2 separate regions of the Mus musculus genome follow, and region 1 is linked to region 2. A link is a contact called in public promoter capture Hi-C data. All regions are on one chromosome and are shown on one strand. The core of a region is the stretch at or near the end of the contact, and the rest is flanking DNA. Distances in the headings are between cores, read along the strand shown. Region 1 overlaps Rab10 (RAB10, member RAS oncogene family). Region 2 holds the start of Rab10os (RAB10, member RAS oncogene family, opposite strand).

Region 1 (7,196 bases), core at 2,613-5,112, 43 kb after region 2:
AATACAGAAGTGGATGCTCACAGTCAGCTATTGGATGGATCACAGGGCCCCCAATGGAGGAGCTAGAGAAAGTACCCAAGGAGCTAAAGGGATCTGCAACCCTATAGGTGGAACAACAATATGAACTAACCAGTACCCCGGAGCTCTTGACTTTAGCTGCATATGTATCAAAAGATGGCCTAGTCGGCCATCACTGCAAAGAGAGGCCCATTGGACTTGCAAACTTTATATGCCCCAGTACAGGGGACCGCCAGGACCAAAAAGCGGGAGTGGGTGGGTAGGTGAGTTGGGGGGAGGGTATGGGGGACTTTAGGGATAGCATTGGAAATGTAAATGAGGAAAATACCTAATAGAAAGAGAGAAAGAAAGAAAGAAAGAAAGAAAGAAAGAAAGAAAGAAAGAAAGAAAGAGAGAGAGAGAGAGAGAGAGAGAGAGAGGGGAAGGAAGGAAGGAAGGAAGGAAGGAAGGAAGGAAGGAAGGAAGGAAGGAAGGAAGGAAGGAAGGAAAGAAAGAAAACAAAACACAAAACTGGCTTAATCTTCTTTGCTTACTTTGTGAGACAGAATAGAATCCAGTGCCTCCTGCATGATATGCAAGTACTTTACCACTAAACTACCACCTAGCTTACTTAGTCTTTTGAAGGCTTATCAGGCTTTTTTTTTCCTCTCTCTCTCTCTCCATTCTTCTCACCTTTAGAGGCTAAAGTGGTCTTTTCTCAGATTACTTTATCCTTAGGGATAAGGATATTACCATATTGGAAGTTAGACTGTCTCCCAACCTATGAGTGCCATTAACTTCCACCAATTTCTTCATAGCTGTTAAACCTGCCCAGTCCATGAACCTCACTTAATGTCACCCAAGACAGAAAGGGACTCTTCTGAAGACTTCTGTATCTCACTCTTTAATCTTTTATGCTAGTCAACCCTACGAATTCCTGCCTTCTGTCCAGATTATACTTTGTTTTTTATTCCCTTGGTCTGAGAAGACTGCCTTTGCCTGCTTAAACTAAGCATTGGAATCCAGTTTCAGACAGAAATCTGAGGAGATTAAAGGGCTCAATATATTTTTCTTCTTTTTCACAGGAGCAGTTGTTTCACAAGCTTTGTCCAGTTTCCTGTCTGTTTACTGCTAGACCCCTGGAAGTCCTCAAACATCACTGCTTTTCAAAATTAAGCAGTTGGGTTAGTGACACTTTAAAGGAGCAAGGTTCAACTCCCAGCACCTATAAGGCAACTCACAACTGTCTCTAACTGGGGTGTTCCAGGAGATTCAACACCCTTTCTTCTGGCCTTCACAAACACCGTGTGCACATGGTGCACAGACATACATGCAGGAAAAACACCCAAAAGCAAACTTTCATCTTCTTTTTGGAACACTTTTCATTGAGAACCCAATGAATGGCATGTATCCCTTGCCCATACATACCCTTCACCTAAAAACGTACGAGGTTCTGAATCTCCGTTCCAGATCCCTTGCAGCCTGGTACTTCAGTATCTATCATTCTCTCAAGGTTTTAGACATAACTTTTATTTACTGAAACTTATTCAGACTGAGATAAAACTATTTAAGCCAATGAAATTTTTTTCTTTTTGATGAAAGAAAACATCCTATTATGATGATTATTAGCATTAAGAATTGAGTAAAGGGCTGGAGAGATGGCTCAGCCATTAAGAACACTGACTGCTCTTCCAGAGGTCCTGGTTCAATTTCCAACAACCACACATCCAACAACCATCTGTAATAGGATACAATGCACTCTTCTGGTGTGTCTGAAGACAGCTGCAGTGTACTCATATAAATAAAAGTAACTCTTTAAAAAAAGAATTGAGTAAAAAGTTAAACAAACAAGATAATTTTCTTGTACAAGTGGTAATATTTTTTACATGCGTGACTATTTTATCTTGAGATAGGCTCTCACAAAAAAGTTTAGACTGGCCTCAAACACACTATACACTGACATTTTTATACTCTAACTAAAGAAACAAAACTAGAATAATCTGGATTTTATACCTGATTTTTTTTTTTCCTTTTTAGCTTTCTTCATATACTTTTTTTAATTTGCTTTGTTGTTGTTGTTTTTGAGACAGGGTCTCTCTATGTAGTTCCGGCTGTGTTGGAAGTCACTGAGTTGACTAAGTTGACTTCAAACTTAAGAGATTCTTCTGCTGGAATTAAAGGCATGTGTCACCACAACCAGCCCTATTTTGGGCTGGGGAAATGGCTCAGTCAGGATGAAAAAAGCATAAGGGCTTGAGTTTGTTTGGTTCTGTTCTGTGTCCCTCCTACCCCACCCCAGGGCCCGTTCCAGCCCCACTCTCTCTGCCCTATTCATTTATTATATATAAGTACACTAGAGCTAACTTCAGATGCCCAAGAGGGCATCAGATCTCATTACAGATGGTTGTAAGCCACCATGTGGTTGCTGAGATTTGAACTCGTGGCCTCTGGAAGAACAGTCATTGTTCTTAATTGCTGAGCCATCTCTCTAGCATTCTGGTTTGTTTTTTGTTTTTTGTTTTTTTGAGACAGGGTCTCTCTACAGAGCACTGGGATTAAAGGTGTATACCAACATGCTCAGGCAGCTGTTTGAGTAGATCCCCTTTTGGTGATTTTTTTTTCCATATCATTATTTCTTACATGACTTTCTCGTGTTATGTCAATCATTTCTGCAGGGTATAAACTGGGCTATGAATAGAAGTGGCCAGTGGCTATCTTGACTATCTACTTTCTCCTAAAAGCATATAGAATATATACATGAATAGAACTACCATAAGCCTCGTCATTAATTCTTTCATTAATCTTACTCAATATTTCTGAAAGCACATTTCTCATCTTTTGTAGGTTCTGAATTTTCCAATCATTTGTTTCTAATCCCAATACACAATTTCATTAGAAATGAGCAGTTTAAAATTTTGAGTCACCTCTGATTCATTTTCAATCTACCACTCACAATCCAAAGTCTCAAAGTTCACCGTTTCATTCAAATACTCTTTAGAAGTCTTGTCTTTACTGTCATACCATCATCTCCTGCTCAGACCGCTAATGGTTTCCAGCCTTCCTGATAGCCTCTTCTGTTTCATGCTATGCTCTCCCATCATTCTGGTCTTCCTTCTAATACTGTATACTGCTCCTTTTCATTATGTCATTCTTGCTCTTAATTCTACCAGATAAAGCTTAAATTCCACTACAATTTTTCATAGCTCTCTCTTAAAATACAGTATAATCATTCCAGTGAGGAGGCGCAACAGAAAGTTGTGCTTAACACTCAAGCCTGGAAACATGAGTTTGATTCCTTGAACCCAAGCAAATACACATGCATACTGCCATACAATTGCCCACACACACACCATCCGCACATAAAAGAGAAAGTGAGTATTTATTTATTTACTTACTTACTTACTTACTTATTTATGTGAGTACCCTATCTGCACATACACCTATATTCCCAAAGAGGGCATTTGATCACACTATATCTATGGTTATGAGCCACCATGTGGTTGCTGGGGATTGAACTGATGACCTCGGGAAAGACAGACAGTGGTCTTAACTGCTAAGCTAACTCTCCAGCCCAGATAAACTGCAACTTAAAAGTACAACATTACCTTCTCTTATCAATTTTCCCACTGTAATCTCACTTCCTTCATATTGACCCATTGCCCAAAAAGCTCTAACTCTTCCTACTAAATGGAACCTTAAGGTTACAACCATAATCTACCATTTTTAGCTTCCTTCATAATACTCTAGTGCTCTAACCTGTTCCTTCTGAACTTTCCTCCTCCCTGCTTTGCAACACAGCTCTGTTTTACTAGCTCCAGCTCCTCACTCACCACTGTTTACTCCCACCAAGGAGCAAATCACTCACCCAAATAGAAGTACCCTTAGCAACAGCACAGGAAGTCTCTGGAGGTGTGTGCTGACTTGATCAGACGAGTACAAGCCAAGATGTAAACGTAAAAGGACCAGTTCCTTTGACTGCAAGATTTGCAAATCACTAGAGCTAAAACACCTTGCGGTGAAGATTCTAAGACATGGATTGGATAAGAATCCTCAAGTGACTGGTTTACTTGAACAATCAGTCGGTCCTAAAACTGTCAGGATTATTTCCATCAGTATTTAGTCGGGAGTAGAGGCTGAAGTCTTCACTTACGACGTCTACACAGCTATTTTAATAAACTGATTTAATTAGATGGTTTTGACAAAAATAGTTCTATGTGCTGTTTAAATTATGTACAGGAAGGTAAGTGTATCTCCATATAGATATGTGCATTTGTGAGTACTAGTACAGGAGGTGTCGAGAGACATCAGATCTCTTGGAGTTAAGAGTTAATGAAAGTTGCCAGGAGGTGGTGGCACACACCTTTAATCCCAGCACTTGGGAGGCAGAGGCAGGGGGATTTCTGAGTTCAAGGCCAGCCTGGTCTACAGAGTGAGTTCCAGGACAGCCAGGGCTATACAGAGAAATGTTGTCTTGAAAAACAACAACAACAAAAAAAAAAAAAGTTAATGAAAGTTGTAAGCGGTCTGATATGGGTTTGTGGGACAAAACTTACTGAGGTATTCTGAAAGAGCAACAAGTGCCCTTAACCACTAAGTCAAGGGAATAGTGTGGTAAGATTAAATGGGCTGGCATCTTCCTCTAGCCTTTATGTGTATGCACATGGGCATGTGTGCCTGCATACAAATAAACACACACACACACACACACACACACGATGATGATGATGATGATGATGATGGTGGTGGAAAAGGAGGATGACAACCATGAGGACAAGGATGATGCACTCTACCTGTTATGCATATGAAGCTCTTAGTGTCATATTCTGATTCTCATCTATAGTACCAGCTCTGAAAGCCTGTTTCAGGATATGATCGGCTAATTTAACATCCTAGCAGGAAATGAGATGAAAGGGAAAAAAAGCAAGCCATCTGATTACTCTGCCTCTATTCAGAGGCAACAGCAGTGGGCGGTCCAGCACAAAGCATCAGTTCATAAGACAGAGCAATAAGAACAGGTTTTTTTGTCTCTGTTTCTTTTTTTTTAATATATATGTTAAGTACACTGTAGCTGTCTTCATACACAGCAGAAGAGGGCATCAGATCTCTTTACAGATGGTTGTATGCCACCATGTGGTTGCTGGGATTTGAACCCGGGACCTTCGGCAGAACAGTTGGTGCTCAACCACTGAGCCATCTCTCCAGCCCCCTCTGTCTCTGATCTCTGATTTTTGGATTTTGTGTGTGTGTGTGGGGGGGGGGGGTGATGGTGGTGGTGGTTTTTTTGGTTTTTCGAGACAGGGTTTCTCTGTATAACCCTGGCTGTCCTGGAACTCACTCTGTAGACCAGGCTGGCCTCAAACTCAGAAATCCACCCACCTCTGCCTCCCGAGTGCTGGGATTAAAGGCGTGCGCCACCACGCCTGGCCTGTCTCTGTTTTAAGATGAAGTCTTGTCCACATTAGTCTTGCCTTCACAAGCTCAAGTGATCCTCCCACTTCAACTTCAGTCTATAGGTATGTACCCCCATGCCTAGCTCAACAATAAAAAGGATACCTTTAACAGCTCAAAAGAAGTTAAGTACATGCTTAGAGCTGCAGCCCAAAGAAAGTAGTGGTTCCTTGATCTCTGGATAAAAACCCCCTTCTCCCATTTGCTCTTCCAACCCATGCCTTCCACCACCTTTGAAACAACTCAACTATTTCTCTTTTCTTTTGAGTTTTTTTGAGTCTGGCTGGTCTGGGACCTCCTGTATATGCCCAACCTGTGTCCATCTTCCTACTTCTGTGTCCAAGATGCTGGGTTGCCATGCCCCACCATCTCCTTTCCTTTTAAAACAAGCAAATATAAACTTAGTGTTTGTTTTCTGATAAACATAGATACCACATCAAATCTGTCTGTCAAGTACATCTCATGACATAAACATGTACACAGAAGTGTTTTTTAAAGGCACATTTGCCCCCAAATTACTGAGGACTCAGTTAAGCTTTTGCTCACACAGTTTATGTCAATTTGCATTCACCAAACTAGAAATTAAAACTGAGAAAATTTTAAGCACAAGACTAGCATCCTTGAAAATAACATACTGCATAAATAAATAACATTTTTATTAAAAAATAATGATAATAACATTATCCAGGGCTGGAAAGATGGCTCAGTGGTTAAGAGCACTGACTTCTCTTCCAGAGGACATAGATTCAATTCCCAACACCCACTTGGCAGCTCACAATTGTCTGGCACCCATTATCTTCTCACCTCCAAAGGTTCTGCATGAACATACTACAGACATACATACAGGCAATTTAATAAAATTAAATAACATTATCCAAAATAAAAGTAAAACTTAGTGAGAAAAGTGGCATGATGTTAAGGTTTTGTAACACTGATGTTACCTTGACAGACAGCGAGCAAGTTTTAAGTGCTTCCCCATTCAGTTTACTACAATGGATGTAGCATATAAAGAATATAAAGACATCCATCAATGGAATCCATTATATAAACAAACTCAAAGACAAAAATCACATCATCATCTCATTAGATGCTGAGAAAGCATTTGACAAAATCCAACACCCCTTCGTGATAAAAGTCATGGAAAGATCAGGAATTCAAGGCCCATATCTAAACATAAAAAAGCAATATACAGCAAACCAGTAGCTAACATCAAACTAAATGTCTCTATTTAGTTTAAACTCAAAGCAATTTTAAAAAAAAAAGAATATAAAGACAGAGAAAAAAATCAACTTGTATAAAGACATATAATATATATCTGGAAACTTTGTGTTTAGATAATTCTGTTCTTCTTAGCACTATAAAAATAAACCAGGTTGACTTCCAGTTCGAGTAATATACCCTCAGATATAGCCTTAGTCTGAGTACTGAACCACTATGCCCAGTACTAATTTCTTTTTCTGTAAAAGGTTTATTTCTTTATTATATATACATTATTATGCCTGCATATATGACTGCACACCAGAAGAGGGCATCAGACCTCATTACAGATGATTGTGAGCCACCATGTGGTTGCTGGGAATTGAACTCAGAATTTCTGGAAGAACAGCCAGTGCTCTTAACCTCTGAGCCATCACTTCAGCCCCATAATTTGTTAAAGATAGTTGTAAACTGGAATCTGAAGCCCTATTGCTGAACTTTATAATACTACACTGAAATCCATTAGTTATTTCACACTTTCAATAGGTCTTCTT
Region 2 (6,393 bases), core at 32-2,531:
TGGGATAGTCACTGAATCTTAGGTGGATGGTCACTGCATTTCTGTTAAGACGACTCTCTACATCTCAGGTTGGATAGTCATTGCATCCCATGTGGGATTTTCACTGTATCTCAGGTAAGATGGTGACTTCATCTCAGGAGAGACGATCACATCTCAAGTGGTCACTTCATCTCAGGTGGGATGGTCACTACATCTCAGGTGGGATAGTCAACTGCATCACAGGTGGGATTATCATCCCATCTCACCTGGGATGGTCACTACATTTCAGATGGCATAGTCACTGCATCCTAGGTGGAATGGTTACAACATCTCAGGTGGCATGGACACTGCATCTCATGTAAGAATCACTCAGGTAGAATGTTCACTGCATCAAAGGTGAGATGGTCACTGCATCTCAGGTGGATGGTCACTGTATCTCAGGTAGGATAATCACTGTCAATACATCTCAAGTGGCATGCTCACTACATCTCATGTGGGATGGTCACTGCATCACAGTTGGGATCGTCACTGCATCTCAGGTGAGATGGTTACTGCATCTCAGGTAAGAGTCATTACATCTCCCTTGGGATGGTCACTGCATCACAGGTGAGATGGTTACTGCATCCGCTCCGGTTGGTGTCAAAGGATATGGATTTGCCTGCGGTGAAGCGGCCACGGTGAGGGGAGGCCGGGCATGCGGGCGCTTCGACCCGGTGACAGGGCAGCGTATTAATACGGTACGTTCCTGGGAGGTTAGACCCGGAGATGTACAGGTAGGAACTACACCTCCCAGCGTGCCTCCCAGTGAAACTCGGGGCTACTGTGGCGTCACTTCCTATGGCAAACAGGAAGTCATGCCTAAAGCAGGAAATAACTGCAACTCCCAGCATGCTTGAACCCTAACTTCCAGACAGGAAGTTCCTCCGTTCCAACAGGAAGTGAGTCCTTCTACCGCATTGTAAATCTCACGAGAACTCGGAGCGGCAGCGTGACATTGAAGACTTCCAGTTCCGGGTTCCGCTGATCAGAAGCGGACAAGCAAACAGCGGATGTGCAGTTCCTCTCTTCGCCGAACCCGGTTTTCCCTTTCGGAGCAGCGCGACCGATTTCCGGTTTCCCCGCCGCAACCACCGTTACCCCCCCCCCGCCCCAATCCCCGGCGACTCCAGCGACGTCACCGGTTCAGCTCCTGACCTTTCGGCGAACCGCAGAACCACAGGCGACCCGTTCGACGTCATCACTCCCCGCCCAGATGTCGCTGTGACATCACCCCGCACGTGCCTGCGCTGGCACCGCGTCGTCCTGGCGAGCGCCTCCTCGCGGCGGAAGGAGATCCTGGGGTTCGCTGTGCGAGACATGTCGGCGGGGTTTCACGTGAGTGACACTTGGTCCCCACGGGATTGACAGCGACTAGCGGAGTGGCATGTGGACGTAGCTTCAGGTGAGTGACCTGTTTTTTCCCAAGAGGCACTGACAGACAGGCCAGGGACGGAGCCTGAGCGAGGGCTGGGAGTGGCTGAGCGTGAGTGACAGGGGCCTGGGGCGGGGTCTTAACTAAGCTCCTGCAAGAGACATAGATTTGCATGGGGTCTAAGTTTCATTGCTGCTCGTTTGCATGAATTTGAGTGAATTTGAATGGCTGCTTGGTTTTGTTCTACCCAGGTTTATATAACCTCCCCTGACCTGTATAAATTAGCATATCGTGTACGTTGGGAATTTGCATACGCTCATGTGACATCAGTTTCGCATGATGAAAATTTGCATAAATTTGCATAATGACAGCTCCCCTGAGTAAATTTCCATAAACATAAACGATGTTATGGCTTTACTCTGCGTGTATTTGTCATGTAAATTTGCATGCATTTGCATAAAACTGCATGACGTTATGGCTTTTCCTGAGTTCAGATGATGTCACAGTTTCCCTCCTTGCCATTGACACGTGTCCAGATGATGTCATCACCCTGTGACACCCCCCCCCCCGCATTTGTATATATTGTATATATTCTCTTGACGTCCTGGCTGGGGGTGTGCCCAAGAGTGATTGAGTCATTGTGGGCAGGGCCTTGACGCGTGTCTGACCCCACCCATTCACCCCTTCCCCCCACCCCAGGGCCTGGCCTTCATGGTCGTCCATCCTGCCTTCCCCGAGATGCTGAGCAAGGCCACCTGGCCCTGCCTCCAGTACTTTGCCGCGAGGGGGGGGGGGCACAAAGGTCAGTGGGAAGGGGCCTCAGGGTAGCTACTTTCATCTTTTTAGGAAGATGGGCGTGGTCTGTTGGTGGCCATACCCACTGTAAGTGGCATCATGATTGCAGTTCTGAGTTTGGGAGAAGAGGGTGGGTTCTGGGGATGATGGAGCGGGGAAATGAGGTCACCACACCAACCACAAGTGATGTCACTTCCTGCTTTTTGGGAGCTTTATGGGCAAGACATCAGGATGGTGGGTGGGGCCAGGCCCACTGGAAGTGATGTCATTTTCAGGATTTCTGACTTGTGGGTGGGGCTTCTGTGAGGGGCTGCCAGGAAGTCTGGTATGATGTCACTTCCAGCTCCACCCGTCCCTCCCCCAGGAAGACCCAGAGACCTTGACCCTGTGGTGGTGTGTGGCCCTGCCCCTTCCACACCCATTGCAGGCCTCGACCCTTTTCATCTTATCCCCGCCCACTTCCCAACGCCATTGCACACTTCCAGCCAAGCCCACTGTGCCTGGCCATGCCCTCCACTTCCTGTCCCGCCCATCACCTCAGGCCCTGCCTGCTTACTTCCTGTCATGCAAATTTGTGCAAATCTATTCAGGTGACCTCACTGACCCCGCCCCTGACTCCACCCCTTGTGATGACCCCACCACTGACCCACAGGCCTTGGAGGGGCTGATCCTGGAGAAGTCAAAGGACCAGGAGGACGCCATGGGGGGTGCTGTACAGGTGAGTGGGGCCTTCTGGGGACGGAGCAGGCAGAACAGAAAGTGACATCATAGGAGAAAACAGGAAGTGAAAAGTGGGACTGGAAGTGGTGGGCATAGTCAAGAAGTGATGGGCATGGTGGTTTGGTGGGCATGGCCTGGATGAACCCTGACCCCTGTGACCCCGTCCCATCCCCCAGGCTGAGCAGGAAGCAGAGCAGCACAGCGTCATCATGAGGGTAGCCATCTTCACCTGGGGCATCCACGGAGGTGAGCAGAGTGTTGTGGGCAGGTTCACAGGGTCAATGTTGGCAGTGGGGGGGGCGGGGGGGAGCGTTACTTTGTGGGGCGGGGCCTGGGGTGACGTCATTGGGGAGGGAGCTTCCTGTCTATGCCATAACTTACTTTCTGCAGGGTCATAACCTGGAGGTGGGTCTTTTATGTTGGGGATGGGGTTAGATGACATCATCAGTGTGTGGGGGTGGAACTTCCTGTATGAGGTGGGACTTCCTGTCTGAGGCCCTGACAGGAAGTACCACCCCCACCCCAGGAAGTTTAGGCCAAATGAGTCACCCAGGCCCTGCCCCTGACCCCCAAGGCCCCACCCCATCGCCTGACCCTGCCCCCTTTCCCCGCAGGCCCTGCCCAGGAAGTGACTTTCTCTCTACTGTAGGAGGAGCTGATCCACGACTACTTGGACAACAGCACACCAGCGAAGGATGGTGAGGCCCTGCCCCCTGCCTGCACATGACACTGCCCACGCCCTGTCTGAGACTCTACCAAGTGGTTCTGGGATAATAGATTGAGGGGATGGGGGCTGCATACATTTGCATGATTTTGCATATTTTGGGCTCATTTGAATAAATTTGTATAAGTTAACACCAGTTCTCTCAGGACAAATTTGCATAGATTTGTGTGTGACGTCTTGGGCAAATTAGCATAAACCAAAATGATGTCATAGTTGTGCTCTGCATGCGTTTTTTGTGGGTTTTGCATGAATTTGCATACATCAGCTTCTTTGAAGTAGGTTTGCATGAGCTGAGGTGACTTTGGTGGCTTCCTCTGTGAATTTGCATAAATTTGCATAAACCTGAATGATAACACAGTGATGCTCTGGGTGGATTTGCATGGCGTCATGCTTTCTGTCTGTATGACTTTGCATAAATTTGCATAAATCTTCATGGGCAAGGGGGAAGCTTCCATGGCTGTCAGCTGCACCAGCGAAGTGACGTCACATGACCTCATTTGCATGACCAGAGTCACTTTGCATAAATTAACATAAACTAGTGATCGATCCCCCTTGAGTGCTGTGACCTCGACGTGACCCCTGACCTACCGCTGACCCCGGTGTGACCCCACAACCCCAAGGTGATCCCTGACCTCCCCATGACCCCAGCAACCTCGAAGTCACCATGTAATCCCACCATGACCCTGACCCAACAGGGACAAGGCCTGGGGCCTCCGCCATCCATGCGTGGGGAGTGATGCTGGTAGAGGGCAAATTGGTGACGTCATCAATGCAGCGGGCTTCCCACTCAACCACTTTAGCCGCAAGCTTGCAAGGGCAGCTGCCAGAGACAGGAAGTGACATCGCTGTGGAGAGGGCAGCAGGAAGTGAGGTCAGAGTGGGGGTGATGGGAAGTAATGTCATGGGCTCAGGAAGTGATGTGCTGCTGCTCTACATGTGTACGTATATGCCTGGTCTGTGATGCTGCAGAATATGTGTACATGTGTGCTGGGTGTGGGATGTACATGTATGCCTCATGTTTGCCTGGTGTGTGATGCCACTTTACATGTGATCCAGGTGTGAGATGATGCTGTACATGTATACATGTGTACCTGGTGTGTGATGCCAGTGCATTGTGACTGGTGTGTGATGCGGATGCACATGTGTGCTTGTTGTGTGAAGCTACTTCACATGTACACATGTGTGCCAGGTGAGTGATGCTGTTTCCCCTGTGTATATGTATGCCTGTTGTCTGATGCTGCTTCACATGTGTTCATATGCGTCTGTTGGGGGATGCCGCTGGATATGTCTACCTTGTTTTTAAACTACATTACATGTGTGACCAGTGTTTGATGCGACTCTACATGTGTACACGTGTGCCTTGTGTATGATGCTGCTGCAAATGTGTACACGTATGTCTCGTGTGTGCTGCTGCAGCACATGTATACATGTGTGCCTGAGTGTGCTGCTGCTGTACATGTGAACATGTGTGCCTTGTATGTGAGGCTGCTGCACATGTGTATATGTGTGCCTGGTATCTGAGCTTGCTGTACGTGTGTACATATGTGGCTGGTGTGTGATGACAGTGTACATGTGTCCATGTGTACCTGGTGTGTGTTGCTGCTGCCATGTGCACATGTGTGCCTGTTGTGTCATGCTGCTGTGCATGTGTACATGTGTGCCTGAGTGTGCTGCTGCACATGTGTACATGTGTGCCTGGTATGTGATGTTGCTGCACATGTGTTCATGTTTGCTTGGTCTGTGATGCCTCTGTACATGTGTGCCTGTTGTATGATGCCACTTTCCATGTGTATGTGATACCACTGTACATGTGTGCTTGGTGTGTGATTCTGCTGCACATGTGTACATACATGTCTTGTGTGTGATTTTGCTGCATATGTGTACATGTGTGCCTTTTGTTTGATGCTGCTATACATGTGGGCCTGGTGTGTGATGCCACTTTACAGGTGTGCCGGGTGTGTGATGTGACTGTATATGTGTCCATGTATGCCTGGTGTGTGATTCTGATGCACATGTGTACATTTGTGCCTGGTGTGTGCTGCTTCTGCAAATGTGTACTTGTGAGCCTGGTGTGTGATTCCATTGTACATGTGTTTGTGATGCTTCTGCACCTGTGTTCCTGGTGTGTGATGCTGCTTCACATGTGTACATGTGTGTCATGTGTGTGATGACAGTTTCCATGTGTCCATGTGTGTGTGTGTGTGAGGCTGCTGGACATGTGTACAAGTGTGACTGGAGTGTGTAGCTGCAGCACATGTGTACATGTGTGTTTGTTGTGTGATGCCTCTCTACATGTGTACATGTGAGCCTGTTGTGTGATGCTGCTACACATGTGTACATGTTTGCCTGATGTTTGATGCTGCTGTTCATGTGTGCCTGTCCTGTGTTGCCACTTTATGTGTGCTCAGTGTGTTGACATTATACTTGTGTACATGTGGGCCTGGTGTGTGCTGCTGCTGCACATGCATACATGTGTGTCTGGTGTGTAAGGCTGCTGTTTATGCGTACATGTGTGCCTGATATCTAAAGCTGCTGCAGATGTGTACATGTGTGCCTGGTGTGAGATGCCACTATACATCTGTACCTGCTATGTGATGCCATAGCAGGTACATGTGTGCTTGTTGTGTGTTGCTGCTGCACAGTTTTTCATGTATGCTGCTGCTGTACATGTGTACATGTGTGCCAGTTGTGTGATGGTGCTGCACATGTGTATGTATATAAGGTGTGTGATGCTGCTATACATTTGTGCCTGGTGTATGATGCC

The links. Promoter capture Hi-C pulls out the DNA fragments that hold promoters and counts their contacts.
Region 1: a promoter capture Hi-C map of epiblast stem cells shows a contact between it and region 2, with 2.2 times the contacts expected there. The contact joins the enhancer-like site here to the promoter of Rab10os in region 2. A contact is called at or near these places in 9 of 39 promoter capture datasets (the HPC-7 cell line, HPC-7-derived erythroid cells, cranial neural crest and 6 more), 1 of 15 datasets of contacts at CTCF or cohesin (the NIH/3T3 cell line), 7 of 484 Hi-C or Micro-C datasets (the AML12 cell line, the HPC-5 cell line, the MNK3 cell line and 4 more), 6 of 115 datasets of contacts at active chromatin or transcription factors (CD8 T cells, effector CD8 T cells, embryonic forebrain and 2 more) and 1 of 9 other capture datasets (liver).

The regions. Positions count from the first base shown.
Region 1 is chr12:3,275,394-3,282,589 of GRCm38.p6, forward strand. The region is part of intron 1 of Rab10 (RAB10, member RAS oncogene family); the gene reads right to left. Among named protein-coding and RNA genes, the nearest start is that of Rab10, 31 kb to the right of the region's middle. Within about 2 kb of position 3,863, at least 12 of the 459 cell types and tissues checked have an H3K27ac peak or open chromatin away from gene starts, as enhancers often do. A contact at or near this core is called in epiblast stem cells, where this site is marked.
Region 2 is chr12:3,234,510-3,240,902 of GRCm38.p6, forward strand. It overlaps Rab10os (RAB10, member RAS oncogene family, opposite strand), which reads left to right and starts at 1,282. Exons shown (of 7, transcript NR_015551.1): 1 at 1,282-1,420; 2 at 2,776-2,903; 3 at 3,082-3,151; 4 at 3,520-3,603.